2 separate regions of the Gasterosteus aculeatus genome follow, and region 1 is linked to region 2. The links are chromatin contacts, called in public Hi-C maps. All regions are on one chromosome and are shown on one strand. The core of a region is the stretch at or near the end of the contact, and the rest is flanking DNA. Distances in the headings are between cores, read along the strand shown.

Region 1 (4,707 bases), core at 845-3,344, 76 kb before region 2:
GACCGATTGTTACTTGTTGCAAGTCTACAGATTATTGCCAGTTCATCCAAAACATGATTTAGAAAAACACAATTTGATGTAGTAGAAATTATTTTTACTATCATGTACATCTTGTCCCTTTGAATATTACTTGTGACCATGATGGTGGTCCCAACCAATCAACAAGGAAACTTTTCTTTTTAAAGCTTGATTATTAATTTAATAATAATAATTAATGAATAGATGTACTTTCTGTTGAATGTGTACTTCATGCTGATTTGTTTTCACAATTGTGTGTATAATATGTGTGTATATTTGCAGTGTTTTATGGGCACAATATCACTTTACAATGCACCAAATGGAAATAAGTAAGTATGTGTTTGATTATTATACACAAAGGGTGTCTGCAATAGTTGGGCATCAGATATTTGATGTTTATCTTTCCGTGCTTTTCTTCATTAAATGAAAAAAAAAACATTTCCTTTTCTTTTTTTCAACTTTTAAAAAAAACTTGCGTACTCATTTTACTTCAATACTTCGTATTTATACTGCATACCATTCATTTTTCACAACTATAGATTTCTTCCATTCACCCATTTTTTTTAAATAACTCAATAGTTCTGCTCAAAGGTCATTATTACCATATTCAAACTGTAACCTTAATCCTAAATCCTTCACTGCAGATTGGAAACAAGGAATAAAATTCTTCATGACGCAGATGAATGCTCGGGTCAGCATGTGTTGCCTGGTGGTGTGTTTGGAGAAGGCTATGATCCCAGTTGGCAGTCGTTCACATACTGAGTATTGTCGACCACAGGCTCCTTCAGTATCACTAATAAAGTAGGTCAGTGAGACACTGACTTTGAGACGTGACACATCACAGACTGGAGGAACTTCGCAGTTCTTCGTTTCAAGGAACTTCGGTAGCATTAAGAAAAAGGTCAGATGTGTGATCTTTGATTCATTTAAGCTTCAGTAGAAATACACGTTGAGTATCAGATAAATCTACTCTTTGAGCTTCAGCAGGCTGTCCTTAAGGTGAAAACCAGGCCCCCATCGCCGCCTGCGTCTCTAAGGAGCCGTTTATCGTTTCCATTTCAGTGCCTGCTGACAGGAGCTGGTGTAAGTGAAATTAACATAGTCCATTACATCCCTGCTCATGTGACTTACTAAATGCACTATATAACGGGCTTAACAACACAATAGGATCAATTTCAGGCTTACATCCACTGCTTTTACCAGATGCCTTTCCAAATAGATGCATGGCCTTTGGATAACACTTCATGGGAACTGTTATATGACAGCATGATGTCCGTATTGCAACATAGAATAACCACAAGCAAGTGCAACAAGTGTAAATAGGAAGAAGTGAATTAATTCGCTGTATTGAGGATTTATGGAAATGTAAAATAATTGTAATTAATAGAGTTATTATCCAAATATGTTTTAAGGGACACAGGGCCTTTCAACTATGATACTGATATGAACTGTTTGATATGCACTTTTTATGACAATTCAATTTTTTATATATACATCCACACTGTTACATACAGCGCCGGTTCATTGTGAAGTAATTTTTGTTATTAGTATCCCTCTGTTAGAATAATCGAAACTGACCTTCCTATATCATATGCATCCATATGTGTCCGTGGGTGTTTTGATGTGTCTGTCAGTTGTGCGTGTAACTCCGTATGTACATATGCGTCCAACCTGAATACACTGATGGCAAAACCCCGCTGACAAAGTATCTGCACGATGATGGCTACATTCCAAATGGTAGCCACGGACAACCCTACAACAAGAAAACAAATAATCAAAACATAACCGAAATATGTTTTGGGCTAATTTCAGCTACATGGATTTTAGATTCTCGCGCACTTCACAGCTAATAATGTCCTCACACTTCATCTCAACTCTCATTCTGGTACTATATTTACACAGGTGCTTCAGTGCTGTTGTGTCACTCTACATATTATCTGCTTATCAAACGCCTGCAGATAAGTCTCCCCATGTGACACCGTGTGCGGTAAATTGGCGTTCTGAGTGACACTGCGCCTCAGCAGAAGTTACTTGATCCCGCCTGGGGTATGTTGACCTTTTGTAAGCTGGCACCAATCCCACGCTGGCACCTTTTAGCGAGCTGGCCAAGAGCCAGCGTTGGCACCGGTGAAGGCCGCGCTGCTCTTTGCAGGGCACTGCTTGGAGAATGCAGTGCACGCCGGGCCCAGCGTCTGCAGCGTGAGAGGAGACAAAAAAAAGTAGCAATGACAGGAAGAAGGTAAAGAAAACAGGAAGGAATGTCAACCAGCTGGGGTCAGCCTGGGGTGCGAGGCTACTTATTGACTAAATCACATGCAAACAGGTACGAACAGAATCAGGTAGAGGGAGAAGGCTGCGCATGTATGAATCTATACCAAGAAGAAAAGCTCAAAATGACTTATTTATTTGCCTTTTCTTGAACATTCTGTGAAAGCTGTTGATTTCTTTTAAGAAAGGACATCTGTCTCACACTTCACTCACTCTTTTAAGATACTTTTAAAAGAAAATGAAAGCTACAACTCAAGGCTTTTTTATTTGCTACTTTCTTGCAATAGCTTTTACCCGTTTGTGTGAGGTCATTGAGGAGGCAGGGGACGACACGGTTTGTGAACACTGTGGACCCGTACCTTGTGATACCGAGGGCCTATCATCATACATTGATGCTCCCCTCATTCTCATATTACCGTGTGCGCACAGGATCGTGTTGGCATGTGTCTCTGTATACGTGCGTATGCAGGCAAACTATAATAAGGGTCGCGCCATCATGTGAGAGATATTCTCAGGAGAGCATTCCAATATCAGTATTCAACACAGGCTTCCTGTGGTCCGATATCTCTTTGATGCCTCAAGAGAGAGAGATAATAAAGTTAGTCCCAACAGTTGTCTTGGGATAATATGGGGAATTTAATTCCATAACAAAGAAAACATTAGGAAGAAAGGAAGCAAGGAAGGAAACATGTTAGCCTTAAAGCTACCTGCAATAGAAACGGCATAAAAAAATAGTAGAAATGGCATAAAAAGATACTGAGATACTGAGGTTATTGCTTTGTATAGGTGTACGCCAAAGGATTACAGGTTATTTATTTATTTTTTCATGAAAACTTTTCTGCAATGCTCCATCTCTTCCAGCAGGTAGCAATGTAGCTCCACTTTTCAAACAAAAATCACGGCTAACTGTCATAACACAGGAATCACACACAGCCATAATAGTAACCTTGGGTGTATTGTTTTTTGTATGACGAATAGTCAAACACAAGAAAGCGACAAACACATGACAATGAGATTATGTATTTATTTTTTTAAAGCCCTGTGGACGAAATCCGTGTGCAGTGAAGTGCACTGGCGGGGACAGGAGGGTGCACGAGGACACGCGAGGCGAGTGGATGAGAGCGCAGAATGAGGCAGGAGGAGGAGGGCGGCACGGGGCCACTCTGGCTGACAGGCTGCAGACTAGACAGACTGCACCGTCCACACCCCCCCCCCGCCCAGACTATGGAGACACTTCTTCTTCACCCATCTCCACGTTGGGCCTTCGCAGCCTCTCTGCCGATCCCTCAAACCTTCAAACTTGCCTGCTTCCTCCCTCCAATCGCCAACAACTCCCCATGCCCCCTCCTCTCTTTACCCCCTGCCTCCATCTCTATACTCCATAGTAACTCCACATTCCCAGATGTCCACTGGCTCCCGCATTACTGAGACAGCCAGGCTTTCTGCTGCTGTCACTTGGTAGCTGTGTGCGCGTGGGACACCGTCACCTCCCGTTCCTCACTGATTCAATGCCGTAAGATCCATCTGAGAAGAAGAAGGCAGATCCATCTGAGAAGAAGAAGGCAGTGGAGTGGTGTCATAAGGCCAAATTATTTTTTCCCTAGACACAATGTTTCTTTACGTGGTTGTTTTCACATACTAGCAACCCATGTAGTTTTTAGTGTTTTAGGCTGTTACTTTTATCAAAATATGGCCATATTTTATTTTTGAAAAAGGTCTTTGCAGTATAGACATATTACACTTTGAGAAAACACATTCCACGGTGTTGTGCTTTCATGGCTATGCTTTTCACATGTTTCACGGAGCTTACTTCACATGAGATGACGGTACCGTTTGTCATCTTGAGGGCTGTCGGCTGGGTTTGTTTCACCATGAGGAGGTGTGAGAAAAGAATGAGGAGGAAGACGAGGAGAGGAGGAGGAGGTTCAGATATTTCTCTCATGAGAAATGCTTCGTAACTGTATGCATGAGCTTATGTCCCGGCTTGGCACCAAACTTGAGTGCAATGGTGAATCTTTTCGCACCCAGCACCAATTTGAATGAGAAGAAAGCAAAAAAAAATGGAGGTAAACCTTAAACAGGCTAAAATACTCTCATCCCTAATGACATCACAGGTCCTGGATGAAGAGGGACTTGTAAAAATGGGCTATCTAGAGTGAATCACGATGAGCTGTTTCTTTTTTCTCGGATGTCCTGCAACCCTGTCAACTAATGCAAGGTGACATGCCATACCTGAGAAAATGTTCTGTTTCGGCAGCCTTCTCTGAACCTCGTAGAAAGCCGCGGTGCCAAGCAGTTCTTTGTTCTCTACGAGAAAACAAGCAGTGCAGCCACGGGCTGTTTTGTGCTTGGTATTTTCAAAGCAAGAAGCCCAAATTACATTTTTTTTTCTCAACAGCAAACATCATGGAAACATGTAGT
Region 2 (4,347 bases), core at 1,537-4,036:
CTAACAGTCCTAACCTTGTGTAACCCTACCCATTTAAAATTTATTTTTTCTCTCTGTATGTGTGCTTGTCTATTTAAAAAGATGTTTCAGAGCTTTAACCTTCAACACCATGAGGGGAAATACATTTTGTTTGCTTTTAAAACACATCAACCAAATTTAAATGGTGCTTGGGTAAAATAATTACAGGATCTTCTCTCAAGAAACCGCTGTTTTATTTCATTTTGAACATTTTTAAGTGCTCTTGTTGCCCAGATCTAATCATTACATTACAGGTCATTTAGCTGACGCTTTTATCCAAAGCGACTTAAATTACATTTTTAACCCATGGCATTTAACATTTTTTTTGCCTGGGGAGCAATTAGGAGTTAGGTGTCTTGCTCAGGGACACTTTGGCATGAGACATGGGGCAGCCGGGACTTCAACCACCAACCTTGTGGTTCCCAGTGAACCCTCGCTACCCCTGCGCCACGTCGACCCCCTAATTATGTCCTTTCCTTGCATGTTTTTGTTTTGTTTCAATTTTCTATTCATTTTAAACCATGAAGTTTAAAAAAGTAGTTTTGCTGAGCTTGGTTTTGTTTCCATTTACAAGATAACACATCGGGTTACAAAATACAACCATAATCCGGGAAGAAAAATGTTTGCTTAACTGAACTTAACTGAGAGTGTAGTTTGGTTACACAGGAACGTCATTTTGGAGGAGACAGGGTCGCCTTCCTCTAATAGCTCATTATACCGGGCCTGCACACACCCCACAGTTTTGGCAAATTAATTGAAAAACTGCATTCCTTGATTATGCATGAATGTTAAAGCCCTAATTGAATAAATGTGGTCCCCTCTTCCGTGTATTACTTATCTTGTTCTTTTTATAAATGGATGAAGGAAGGAATTAGGAGAGGCTCTAATGACCTCTTGGTGCACTAATAGCAGCTACCTTCTTCTACATATACGATGCAACTGACTTGCACTTTATCTCTCCAAATACACACACACACACTGTGGTTCATGTCTTTTGTTGTTTAAGTTATGTTATGTTTTTACGTTCCTGGAGTCTCTTTACATGACCAATAGTATTTTTTGTGGTCTTGGGAATCAAATGGACTACATTTCCAGGTTACCAACAGGCATTACTGCAGTAGGCTACTCTATAAAAGTAATTGTAAAAGAGATTGGATGAGGTTCAATCAATCTGCTCCACTCTTGCTCTCTTTTAAAGAGTTTCACACTGCATGAAGGCTTCTGTAGTTGCAACACAAAGCCTTGGAGAAAACTATTGTTGGCCAGTTGGTGCGCAATATTACAGCACAAATATTCAGTATGGCAACAGATTTAACCATTTTCTACGAGCAGTAATAAACTGAGAGCAGCTGCTCATGGTGGCCATTTTCAACACGTCACACAGCTTTAACTGCTAAAACTAATCAGGATGCCATTCCATTTAGTGTGTCAGAGTCACCCCACTGAGCCAGCAGCACATTACCTGGCCCTGGTAATGTTGGAAATGGAACAGGGCCATAATTTATGTTATAAATCACACGTGTGAAGAAAGGAGTTTCTGTCTGTCGAAATAAACTCTTTTAGTTTTGTGAGCATAATCCAGCAAAGATCCACTCTTCATAAGGGATTTAAGTTAATGTTTCTGGCTGAAATCATCAATGGTCAGGCTCGGAGCTCATTCAAAAGAAAAAATTCAGTCAATTCAAACAAATGTGTCTCTATTGATCTGTATTTTAATAAAAGTCAACGTTTTGGTATCAATGACGTAGATATATCTATATCGAAAAGGGGGCTGTGTGCACAAGCAGTTGAGGAGGCTAAACCACTGTGTGTTCCCAGCTGTGCCTTATGTCAACATCTGATCAAAGCAGCAGAGACACACAAACACACACACACTAAAAACATCACAAGCATAAAAAGGCACACAGATGGATGCCATGGGTTGCTTTAGTGTACCCCTCAGGGTACTGAGTAAGTCTGCTCCTTGATGGTCTCCTGATCGTTACAAATAATCCCATTGAATCAGTAGAAAATCCTAAATAAACCTTTTAACTGGCTTCTCCTCAGTAATGCAGGAAATGGGCTTCTTATCCTAGAGGCCAATGGGTTTATCTTGGTCTACAAAGCCGATGATACAGACTTTTGGGTTGCGACAAGTTGCATAGATTTTTCATTGCTTTGAATAGTCAGAACTACACAGTCAATAGCAATGTATTCTTTTGGTGAATAGTGTGTTTCTGCCATGAGATTTAATAATAATGAATTCAAGCTAGTGACAGCGTTTAAAAAGAAGCTCTGAACATGCATCAAGAAGCATCCAAATGCTGTCTGTTGATTATTGCTACAGTACATTCGGATTCTAGTATTGCTATTCTGTAACGCTGAGGACACTTTAGTTGACGCCTCATTATTGTGTATGTAGTTCCACCTGTTGGTTTCCTGCAATGGTAATGGACAGTAGCTATAACCTTGTTTGAAGATATGGTCTAATAATACTTGAACCTGCCTATATAATATCAAAATGATTTAATGTTTCCTGTAAATAACCTATTACCACAGTTTTAACGACGCAAATTAGCACTGCAAGTTATCACAGTATGATTCCCCAGAATGAATAAAAAGCGGCACTTTATTCTCACATTTTCCACAAACTCTGATACCTTATTGTAAAATATTTCAACAAGCCGTTTTGATTATTGCTGTTTGTATTTCATTATTTCTGTTCGCCTACATTCTCCACATTCCATCCAGGACTTGTTTTTTTCACACGTAAAAAAAAAAACAAAGCAGGATATTAAAAAAGAAAGTGAAAGAAATAAGACTTTTCTCTGCGTCCCTGTTTGCAAAAGGTAACGCCTTTTCCGTGCCTGTGATGTCAAGTTAAGCTTTCAGTGATTGGTGAACTACAGATGTAAATTCAAAAGTATATCGGTAATCCCCCCGCCCGAAATGCGAACCTCGGGTGTTTTGATCCTTGCGAGATACCGTACTTTACAACCCGGAAGCTACGCTGCTGTCATCTAAACAAACATGTAAGTAACGTTTTTGACAATAAAGAATTTACGTAACCGTTTTTTAACATTACTTACTGTGACGTTTGAGCGAGTGTCGCTATTTTCCCTCGTTCACAGTCGAAGAAACGGCAGTAAAACGTTAAGCAGCGAGTTGGTAAACTAGGTAACGATTAGAAAGCAGGGAAGCTATAAAAGTTAGCAAACCTCCCTGCTGCAGTGCCACATCGTCACAAGCTCTCAGCTGGGCCTCATTCCTTGTTTCCTTTGGTTGAGAGACGTTAAAAGCCATTTTACGAGATAATCTGTCCTGTTTATTGTTGTCTTAACAATTAACGTTAACAATATTAATCACTATGCATTTCATCAAATCGCACTGTAGTTTATTTTCAGTCATTGTATGTCCTGTTGAGGCGTTTAATGAGGTCAAGAATATGTAAACTTAAATGATCAAGATGTAAATGATGTACACCATTTCATCTGGGCGTGAGTAGCTATAAGGTGCATCTGTTTGATTGCCCGACATTTGGATTACACGCTATTTAGTGACTCAACTAACTCTGCTTTTTGAATGGTTCACAGGGGCTGATCTTGGTGAATGTCATCAACGGGCGTAGTCCTCCATACGCAAATACGTGCAAGTCATCAGAAGGTCACTGGAAGAAATTGGCTGTATTTGGTTAAGCGTTTTTGAACGCCGCCATGGCTCCGGGGGAAGACGAAGAGGAGCTGTCAGCAGTCGACGAGCCCAAGGAGGTGGACGTGTTTACATCCGTGCGTTGCCTGGGTTACCTGTCCAGTGTCAACCTCCTTGTGGCGGTATGCGTTGGCATGTACGTGCGCTGGGAGGTGACGAGCGAACCAATGATTCTGGTCATCTTCATCCTCGGCCTCTTCGTCCTGGGGATTGCCTGCATCCTCCATTACTACTTCGCTATGGAGAAAGCCAGCCTCAGCTTGTTCCATCTGTGGTTTGGCTTCTTGCTCGGCCTTCTCTGCTTCCTCAACAGCTCCAGCTTGAATTTGAACGTCAAGGAACTGGTGGCCAACTATCTCCTGTTGGCCAGCGCGATCATGAAAACAATGTGGGCTCTAACCGAGCGAATATGCAGCTCCGTCCGTTACAAACCCACCTTGCTCACGTCAACTGAGCTACTCGAGCTCCTGGGATTTGGCATTGCCAGCACCGCCATGCTTCTCCACAACTCGGTAGCCATCATAGGTTTGGTTGTGGCCCTGGGGGCTCTCATCGTGGACCTGAGGATGAAATCCCTCCTGGCTTTGCCGAACCTGGTCAGTTTCGCCTTGGTCACGTCTCTCGTTTTCTTCCAGGCCTTGG

What was found. Hi-C and Micro-C count contacts between places; a contact is called where the count stands out from the background.
Region 1: a Hi-C map of whole body shows a contact between it and region 2, with 4 times the contacts expected there. The contact joins the enhancer-like site here to the promoter of tmem168a in region 2. A contact is called at or near these places in 2 of 6 Hi-C or Micro-C datasets (skeletal muscle and whole body).

Annotation. Positions count from the first base shown.
Region 1 is chr4:28,412,743-28,417,449 of fGasAcu3.hap1.1, reverse strand. ppp1r3aa (protein phosphatase 1, regulatory subunit 3Aa) reads left to right here. Exons shown (of 4, transcript XM_040173977.2): 4 at 1-696. Among protein-coding and RNA genes, the nearest start is that of LOC144406266, 6.6 kb to the right of the region's middle. Within about 2 kb of position 2,094, at least 6 of the 9 cell types and tissues checked have open chromatin away from gene starts, as enhancers often do.
Region 2 is chr4:28,337,978-28,342,324 of fGasAcu3.hap1.1, reverse strand. tmem168a (transmembrane protein 168a) reads left to right here and starts at 2,786. Exons shown (of 6, transcript XM_040174092.2): 1 at 2,786-3,029; 2 at 3,591-4,347. The coding sequence starts at 3,711.